2 separate regions of the Hordeum vulgare genome follow, and region 1 is linked to region 2. Evidence: chromatin contacts called from public Hi-C data. All regions are on one chromosome and are shown on one strand. The core of a region is the stretch at or near the end of the contact, and the rest is flanking DNA. Distances in the headings are between cores, read along the strand shown.

The links. Hi-C and Micro-C count contacts between places; a contact is called where the count stands out from the background.
Region 1: a Hi-C map of seedling shows a contact between it and region 2, with 3 times the contacts expected there. The contact joins the promoter of LOC123425416 here to the promoter of LOC123425415 in region 2. A contact is called at or near these places in 1 of 6 Hi-C or Micro-C datasets (seedling) and 1 of 1 datasets of contacts at active chromatin or transcription factors (embryo).

Annotation. Positions count from the first base shown.
Region 1 is chr2H:111,583,553-111,588,451 of MorexV3_pseudomolecules_assembly, forward strand. It overlaps LOC123425416 (MADS-box transcription factor 18-like), which reads left to right and starts at 3,147. Exons shown (of 8, transcript XM_045109114.1): 1 at 3,147-3,582. The coding sequence starts at 3,398.
Region 2 is chr2H:111,268,414-111,273,267 of MorexV3_pseudomolecules_assembly, forward strand. LOC123425415 (UDP-arabinopyranose mutase 3) reads left to right here and starts at 2,503. Exons shown (of 4, transcript XM_045109111.1): 1 at 2,503-2,898; 2 at 4,629-4,854. The coding sequence starts at 2,581.

The DNA.
Region 1 (4,899 bases), core at 1,897-4,396, 320 kb after region 2:
CAAGTTAACACAATAAATATAGCTATGCTCCCCAGCAACAACGCGAGAAGAAGGTCTTGATAACCCGCAACTATAGGGGATCGCGACAGTCTTCACCGGTATTATTTCACCCTAATTTATTGTTTCGATGCAAGGGGAGCCAATGAATATTTATTGGCCTTGACATTTGAGTTGTCAATTCAACCGCACGTGGAATATCTCTCTACGCCAAAGGCTTAGCGGCACGGTAAGTGATAGTAGTAGCAGTAATAGTGATAGCATCAGTTTTGGTAATAGTAGTAACAGTAGTGATTGAGTAACAAGTGTGACAGTAATAGCAACCGTAATAGCTTAGCAATATTCAGTATATGTAAAGCAGAGACACATGCATCAGCGATGGAAAGATATAGATGACAACAATCATGTAACAATTAAACACTAGATCGACACACAACTAGCTACAATTCATCAATATAATGTAGGCATGTATTCTATATATAGTCAGACATGCTTGCGATAAGAACTTGCATGACATCTTATGTCTTATCCTCCGGTGGGAGCGGGGTCCTATTGGAAACTTTGGGAAATTAAGGCCTCCTTTTAATAGAGAACCAAAACAAAGCATTAACACATTGTGAATACATGAACTCTTCATACTACGGCAATCGCCAAAAAGAATCCCAATTATTGTCACTTTGGGGTATGCGGATGAAGACTCGTAATAGGTGCATACAACTTGCAAGATATGATTTAAACTCTTTTAATATCAGAGAGAACATAATAAGTTGAGGTTTGAAATCATGGAACTTGGGCCCTAGTGACAAGCATTAAGCATAACAAAGTCATAGCAACATCAATCTCAGAACATAGTGGATACTAGGGATCAAGCCCTATCAACTTAACTCAATTACATGATCAATGCCATCCAAAACTCATCACCATCCAGCGAGCCTGCTAAGGAATTACTCACTCCCGATGGTGAGCATAATGGAATTGTTGATGGAGAAGGGTTAGTGATGATGACGGCGACGAATCCCCCTCTTCGGAGCCCCAAACAGACTCCAGATCAGCTTTCCCGAGGAAGAATAGGAGGTGGCGGCGGTTCCATCTCGTAAAACGCAATGGAATATTCTCTCTGGTTTTTATCTCTGAAGATGTGACTTTATAGGACTAGAATTAGGGTCGTAGGAGCTACGCGGGCCCCACAAGCCTTCAGGGCGCTTTGAGGGGGGTGGGCGCGCCCTGTTGGCTTGTGGCCCACATGCATTCCTCCTTCGGTGATCTTCGCTCCATAATTCATTATATATTCCAAAAATAATTCACAAAAAGTTTCGTCCAATTCCGGGAACTTTTATTTCTACATAAAAATAACACCAACGTAGTTCTGTTGAAAACAACGTCAATCCGGGTTAGTTCCATTCAAATCATGCAAATTAGAATCGAAAACCAGAGCAAAAGTGTTTCGAAAAGTAGATACATTGGAGACGTATCAGACGCCCGATCTGGCACAGCCGTCGCGGGTGTAGCCAGCACGCCACACCCCCATCGTCCAAGATGCCGCCACCTGTGTGGCCAAGGACGTTGGAACCAGCGCCCGCACCACCGCTCATCACAAATCCGGTGGTGCCTCACGAGGCGAGGTTGCCACCCCCAAATCTGAAGCCCACCACGGGTGAAGTAGGGCAACGGATGCCCCCGCCGCCATCTTCCTCGGGGTGCCCCAGGATTGCCTGACCGTTGTCTATGGCGGTGACGAGAGAAGGGGGAGGGGAAGCGGGCTATGGCGAGGCTAGTGTGTTCACCCCTTGAGTGGCTTGAGCGAGACACAGAGCAGGGGTGGGGGTGCGGTGAAGGGGCATAAGTACATCGTCAGGATGAAAATCCTTGTCCTGTCCGTCTCTAGCGAGACGTGGCGAGGCCATTGGTCCTTCTTAAAGGCATTCTAGCGAATGAAGTCGAGTTAGTAATAGGTATTATATCCGTATCATGTAATGGTTTCGCCATAGTTGCCTTTGTTTTGTATTCTACTTGTTGATGACTTTGGCCTCGTTATAGTTGTGTGCATCACAATGATGGAGATGCTAGCTAGGTGTCTCAAACTCATTTTTGAGAAATACGAAAAAATAGAACACATGATTTATTTATTTATTTTTTGCGGAAAAACACATGAACGAGTTCAGAAGCCCATCTCACGTGGTAGAGATGTTAATTTTCACTACATTTTCTCTATGTGTCGAGAAGACATTAACTAAAGAACCCACTGATTTTCTCCTAATATGACAAGGGCTGGAGTATTTAGCGGTCTGCAGTGTATCGATATACTCTCTCCGTTTTTATTTACTCCCCATATTATCTTTGTCTAAAGTGAAACACTATATATACTTTTAACAAGTTTGTAAAAACTAAAATACTCCCTCTGTAGTTTTTTCCAAATACAATTATTTAGGTATACATATATAGTTCTTTTCAACTACAGTTATTTAGGTACAGAGAGAGTAGAATATAAACCATCAAATCTATATCATAGGATCCATCATTGCATATAGTTTCACATCATATAAATCTTTTACTGTAAATATTCATATTGTTTTCTACAAACTATGACTACAGTCGAAACTAATATGGGGAGTAAATAAAAACAAAAGAAGTATTTGGAACGCTGATAACTGAACATCGAACACACTGAATGACAATGAATTCCTGCTCCATTAACGGAGTGAAAAGAGATTCTTATCCGAACACTACTACAGTCATGCAGGATCCCTTTTCTTTTGAATGTATGATGTATTTCCTTTTAGCATTCATAGAGGTTATCATCCATAGTTCCATACGATGATACAACCCACGATTGAACAGTGTAGACTTTCTTCAGTCTCCACCGAGCAGACCCCACTGGCAGGACGGGGTCACCCACCTCGTCCATGCCAAATGTCGCTTGCCGTCTCGCTCCCTTGTACCCGACAACAGCGGACCACACACGAGGCCTGGAAAAAACCTTTTCGCACAGCGAACCCGACCACGCTCGCTCCGGCGACCAATCCCCGGCCGTTGGCGAGGCAGACCCCTGTGGTGCACCAGCGCCACGGGCCCGCGGACCCACCAGCACCAAGGTCGCAATAACGACCCCCGCCCGATTCAACGGCCGGGATCCTTCCCCGTCTCCTCGAGATCATCTCGGCCAACCAAAACTCGACAGCGCGCCACGGGAAACCAGTCCGGTTTCGCCATACCACCCCTCGCCCCCCATCTAAACCGCCCACCTCGCCCTCCCATTTCCTGCGAGCTCCACACACCATCACACCGCATTTCTCAGTCTTCCTCCTCACATCGCCGTAGCAGCTAGCTAGTTAGCCGGGAGAGAGGGGCCGGCGCCGCCGAGCGAGAGAGCCGGAGGGGGCGGGGTGGAGGCAGGGCGGAGATGGGGCGCGGGCCGGTGCAGCTGCGGCGGATCGAGAACAAGATAAACCGGCAGGTGACCTTCTCCAAGCGGCGCAGCGGGCTGCTTAAGAAGGCGCACGAGATCTCCGTGCTCTGCGACGCCGAGGTCGCGCTCATCGTCTTCTCCACCAAGGGCAAGCTATACGAGTACTCCAGCCAGGACAGGTTATATCACGCGCCCCCAGCTACCCCTCCTTTCTCACCCACTCGGCTCCTTCCCACGAGCTCTATTTGAGGATTCGGGGAACCGGATGATTGATTTGGGCTGCTTTGTGTTCATCTTCATTCCACAAGTGGCTGTCTCGTTCGATAGTTCCGGTGGGGAATTTGGCTGCGGGAAATGTTGCTCGGTGCATGCGAGGTTATTATTTCGTGCTATTTTTTGTGGGTTATGCTTGGATGGGTAATCTAGTTCTCCTTGTTTCAATCATGGAATCGATTGTTGTTCAATTAACCAATAGCACCGGAGTTTCTGGCCCTTACTCTATTGCCCATATAGTAATTAACCTACGTACTGCGTACTGTCTACAGGTTCTACCATATGATTATGCATACTCTTGTGTACTTGATTGATTACTCTATATAAACTGTAGCATCTATTGTGCGAATGGTACACTGCCACACCAGTAATCCTTAATCACTTGTAGGGCCAGTAAAGGTGATTTTCTGATGCTATCTGTTCCGAAAACTAAGTTCACTTTAAGTGGAGGTATTCTCATGAAATGGCGGCAAGGGGGACTTGTACATCAGATGTATAAGTTTTCCTAAATTGTCTAAAGTTTGCTATTCAATGATGCTGATGCTAATGTTTCACTGTCATGTTAATTCCATATATACTACTCCATCCGTTTATAAATATAACTCTTTTTAGAGGCTCTATATAGATATACTTTAGAGTGTAGATTCACTTATTTTGCTTCGTATGTAGTCCCCTAGTCAAACCTCTAAAAAGACTTATATTTAGAAACAGAGGGAGTACTGTACAAGATATATGAAATTAACTGTGGTTACTGTAGAAACAATTTAATATGAGAGCAAAGCCTACACATATCCGTTCTCGTCCCATCTGCATCTCTCCGTCAGATATTAGACAGCTATGCTATTACGCAATGGTCTTTGTCAGATCTAACTGGTATGCATGGCCATCAGCTTATTTGACAGATATTTCGGTTTTTTTATCAATATTCTTTATCCATATGAACATTAAGGTTATGTGGTTGAAAACTTTGATTGTAGTGTTTGATTGTTTTGTCAGACTGAGAACAATCGTTACGCAAAGCCTGAAACTGATCAATGTTTTGTTTGAGATTTTGGGCGTATAGAATATATATAGACATCTTTATATTTTATGAGTAAGATAACAGTATATTGATCTTCTTTCTGATGTTTCATAATCAAAGGTGTATTTTCTTCTTATGACTGTTTTTACAAAACATCTTTTACTTTCGCTGCAATTTTTTCAGTTGCTAAGAACTAAATATT
Region 2 (4,854 bases), core at 1,253-3,752:
CGCGTCGCTTATCCGTCGTGTCCTGAGAACGAGGTACGCGACTCGTATCGGGATCGTCGACACGTCGGGCGGCCTTGCTGGATTAGTTTTACCTTTGACGAGATATCTTGTGCATCGGGATTCCGGTGATGCTTTGGGTAATCTCAGAGTTGAGGTTTTCCATTAGGGAATCCGACGAGATCGTGAGCTTCGTGATTGAGGATTTCTATGCGGCTTGTGGTAATTTGTGATGGACTAGTTGGAGCACCCCTGCAGGGTTAAATCTTTCGGAAAGCCGTGCCCGCGGTTATGTGGCAACGTGGAAACTTTGTTTAACACTGGTTCTAGATAACTTGAAGTTAACTTAATTAAAACATGCCAACTGTGTGCGTAACCGTGACTGTCTCTTTCGTGAGTTCCTTCTCCGACCGAGGACACGGTGGGGTTATGTCTGACGTAGGTAGGTGTTCAGGATCATTCATTTGATCATCAGTAGTTCACGTTCGTTATGCGTAGATCTTCCCCCTCTTATTTCTTGTACTCGTAAGTTAGCCACCAAATACATGCTTAGCCGCTGCTGCAACCTCACCACTTAACCATACCTCACCCATTAAGCTTTGCTAGTCTTGATACCTTTGGAAATGAGATTGCTGAGTCCCCTGTGGCTCACAGATTACTACAACACAGTTGCAGGTACAGGTTAAGATTACTTGACGCGAGCGCATTGTTTGTTCATTTGGAGTTGCTTCTTCTTCTTCTTCTTCATCGATCTAGGATGGGTTCCAGGCCGGCAGCCTGGGATAGCAAGGATGGACGTCGTTCTTATTTTTCTCGTTTGTTTTCGTCCGTAGTCGGACCCTGCTCTTACTCTTGATGATTATGTAATGTACTGATGTGACTCTGATGTAGCTTGTGGCGAGTGTAAGCCAACTCTGAATATATATCTCTCCTTTTCAGTACATGTACTTGTAACGATATCCATTCTTGCAACACGACGAGATGCACTTCTATCCCTGACGAGGCATTCGTGCCAAATTGAGGATAGGGTCGCATCTTGGGCGTGGCATTGTAGTAGTGCATCGCCATGTGGGAACTGACCCTGTGTGTCCCATATACCACACGGATTTTGAGGATATTTTGCATCTTCTTTTTGATTGTATATCGATTAAATAACTCTGGAATGGTTTAAAACTGGAGGACTGAATCTCGGGAGCTTTTGTTGTAGACATGTCGAATTCGCATATGCTTGAAGATCTTATTCTTCAATCAATCAATTCTAGAACCTCGAAGGAATGGGTACAACCGAGGTGATAGCAACTGCATGCTGGTAGCTGTGGTGGATACGAAGAAGTGCCACACATAATGAGATTGTTCCACCATCAACACATTGGATGATGTCTATCCTTGCTCTATGTAACACATTTGTCAAGGCCAACAAAAAAGATGCTACTAGAGAGATGGTACGATGGAAAAAAACAAGTAAAGATGATTTAAAGTTGATTGTTGATGCATCATTTCATATCGATGTAGGCATGTGAGCTAGTGCTGGAATCATCAGAGATGGGTTTGGCAATTTTATAGTAGCTTCTTGCACTTTTATCTCCTTTGCATCGGAAGCATCAATAGTTGAAGCGATGACTATGAAGCACGCCCTCATCCTGCAGAAACTCTTGGTTTGAATCACATCACAACTGAATCACACTCTAGAAGTTGTGAGTGAATGCACAAGCAATACTTGGTGGAGTGAAGGTGTCCCATATCTGCGGACTGCGTGGACTTAATTGCTTTGATTGGGAACGTCGAGTTCCGCCATTGCTTACGAGAAGCTAATCAAGCTTCTCACAAGATTGGTAAATTTAACATTAAGAATAATCTATCTTGTAATTATGTCGATGAAAATTCTTACTTAATTTGAATAAAGCAAGCCATGATAGCATTTTCCTAAAAAAGTGAGATAATATGAGATGAGATACTGACACCCCCCCCACCCCAGCCAATAACTTATTTCTTTATTCCTAGAACTTGATAGTTATTTCCCGCATCTCATATTAATTGTTACTTAAACCGAATGTTATATCTAATACTTTCTTTGTTTTTAAATATAAGTTTTTAAAATGTTTATGTCTATCTATATTTTTAGGGTTTTACGTCTATACACATCTGTTGTATTCTTTTAATGAAGCCTTTAAAAAAACGGAGACAGTATTAGAATATGTTTGGATAAATCACAATTAATATGCGCCAGAGAAGTATGTGATTGGACTCCTCGGCAAAGAAAAAGTAATCATAGATATGAGCTGACATCATGCCATTTTGTTAAGAGTCTGGATTGCACACTCTGGCAAGTCTGACTAATTCACCAAGGACCACACCGACACCGCGTACTGCTCACTTCCACAACAAGCAAAGGGGAAAAGGGCAAAAAGGAGCAGCCCACACCGGCCGCGGCCGGCCCACTGTTCAGCCCAGCCGGCCGGGCCCGCAATAAACCCCCGCCCGGCCTCCTCCTCCATTATATACCCTGTCCGTTTCCTACACCTCTCCGCACCCCGGCCGATCACCGCCTGCCCGTCCGTCACCTGCCTCCCCCGCCTCGCCGCGATGGCCGCCGCCCCGTCGACGCCGCTGCTCAAGGACGAGCTGGACATCGTCATCCCGACGATCCGCAACCTCGACTTCCTCGAGATGTGGCGGCCCTTCTTCCAGCCCTACCACCTCATCATCGTGCAGGACGGCGACCCGACCAAGGTCATCAAGGTGCCCGAGGGCTTCGACTACGAGCTCTACAACCGCAACGACGTCAACCGCATCCTCGGCCCCAAGGCCTCCTGCATCTCCTTCAAGGACTCTGCCTGCCGCTGCTTCGGATACATGGTCTCCAAGAAGAAGTACATCTACACCATCGACGACGACTGCTTCGTGAGTACTACTCACTCTCTCGCCGTCTCGATTATGGTGTCAGGAGATCTTACTCCTCTGTATAGTTGTGTGATTTGGCTCGATTGGGCTGGATCGCACTGGAATTTGGTCGAAATTATGTGCTGTCCTGCACTTTGCGGTTCTGTCACGGGATGGGAGGTGGATTTTGGTGTGGGTGGGGCTCAGATCTGGTTGGGGGAATTGAGGAGAAAGGCGAGATCTCTGTTTAATTTCTTGATGGGGGTGCGGCATTTGGTAGCGGTGTAAATTTCGTGTCTTTACTCACGTTAGTTATGATTGCCCGGTTAACTCGCGTGTAAAATCACGTGATACGCACCCCTGTGATCTGGGTAGTCTTTTTTTAGACGAAGTGATCTGGGTAGGTAAATGCAAATTTTCACCAGATGACTGACTGATATGTCTAGTTGGCACTGTATAGCATTATACTCGCATCTAATAATGTTAGTTCAATTTTGGTCTAATATGTTTAAATGACATTTTCTACTGGTAACAATTACTTCCTTCGTTTCATAATGTAGTACGTGCGTTTTTTAAGATTTAAGTTTGATCGTAAATTTAATCAATGTGGGCAACTGCGATGGAAGCAAAAAAAATATACTATTGAATTCGTATTCCAAAAAGTTTTCGTCCACGTTGTTTAAAATGATAATTAAATTTAAATCTCGAAAAATGCGGATCCACTACAGTTGGATGGGGTATGAGATGGAGTGAGTAGTATCTAGCATTTGGCGCTGTATTGCCTGCACTTGGATGGGTATGAGATATGTGGTGTTGGTTGATTGTTACCCCACAATTGTTTTAGGATTAATAATTTCTGATATAACAATGCGACAGTACAAATTGTAAGTATCGCCTGGCGCCTTACTTTGTCAGTTATGCCGATGCATCTTTTGTTTTTGTTTGAGGGTCCTGATCAGTACTCTTAACTATGGGACAAATGATTGCATCTTGCATGGAGCGATCCGTAGCCTAAAGTGATACAGTAGCATATTTGGACTGAGCGATAGATGTGACCATCCTATTTCTGTAATGGAGCCACATACCTTCTTCTGGTTGGATTTGTCTCTAATTATAGAACATACCAATTTTTGATAAAAAATAGAACATACCTTGGCACAATGCATTTATTTTGACAGCTACCATGGCACAAGGTATGTAAAATAACAAAAGTATATTCATGTGAGGGTTCTCGCCTACTCCCTACGTTTTTAAATATAAGTCTTTTTAGAGATTTCATTAGGACTACATACGGAACAAAATAAATGAATCTACACTCTAAAATATGTGTATATACATCTGTATATAATCTTCCAGTGAAACTTTTAAAAAGATTTATATTTAGAAACAGAGGGAGTACATGCTAAATAATTTGGATTTTGTTGGATCTCTGGGATGGCCTATGATGCAGATCTAGTACAGAAGCAAACTTCTAACTGTAAGAATTGGTCTCTGGTCTGCAATTGTCCATTTCATTTACCTAGAAAATAGTGTGATATGTTCCTTTCAGTGGCATCCCTCGCATTCAAGGAGGCTCTAAAATAGCTTTCTTGTTTAATTGACATCCACGTTAGAACATACACATGCCTGCACTCTCAAATTTATTATCTTGATGCCATTGTTTTGATCTCACATTCTAATTGGTCGGTATATATGCAGCAGCTGCCATGCTATTAGCCCATTGCTAACCTGTTATTTTCCAAAAATCACAGGTTGCTAAGGATCCATCAGGAAAGGACATCAATGCACTTGAGCAGCACATTAAGAACCTTCTGAGCCCTTCAACTCCATTTTTCTTCAATACTCTGTACGACCCATACCGTGAGGGTGCTGATTTTGTTCGTGGGTACCCCTTCAGCCTTCGTGAGGGTGCCCCAACTGCTGTTTCTCATGGGCTCTGGCTTAACATTCCAGACTATGATGCCCCTACCCAGCTTG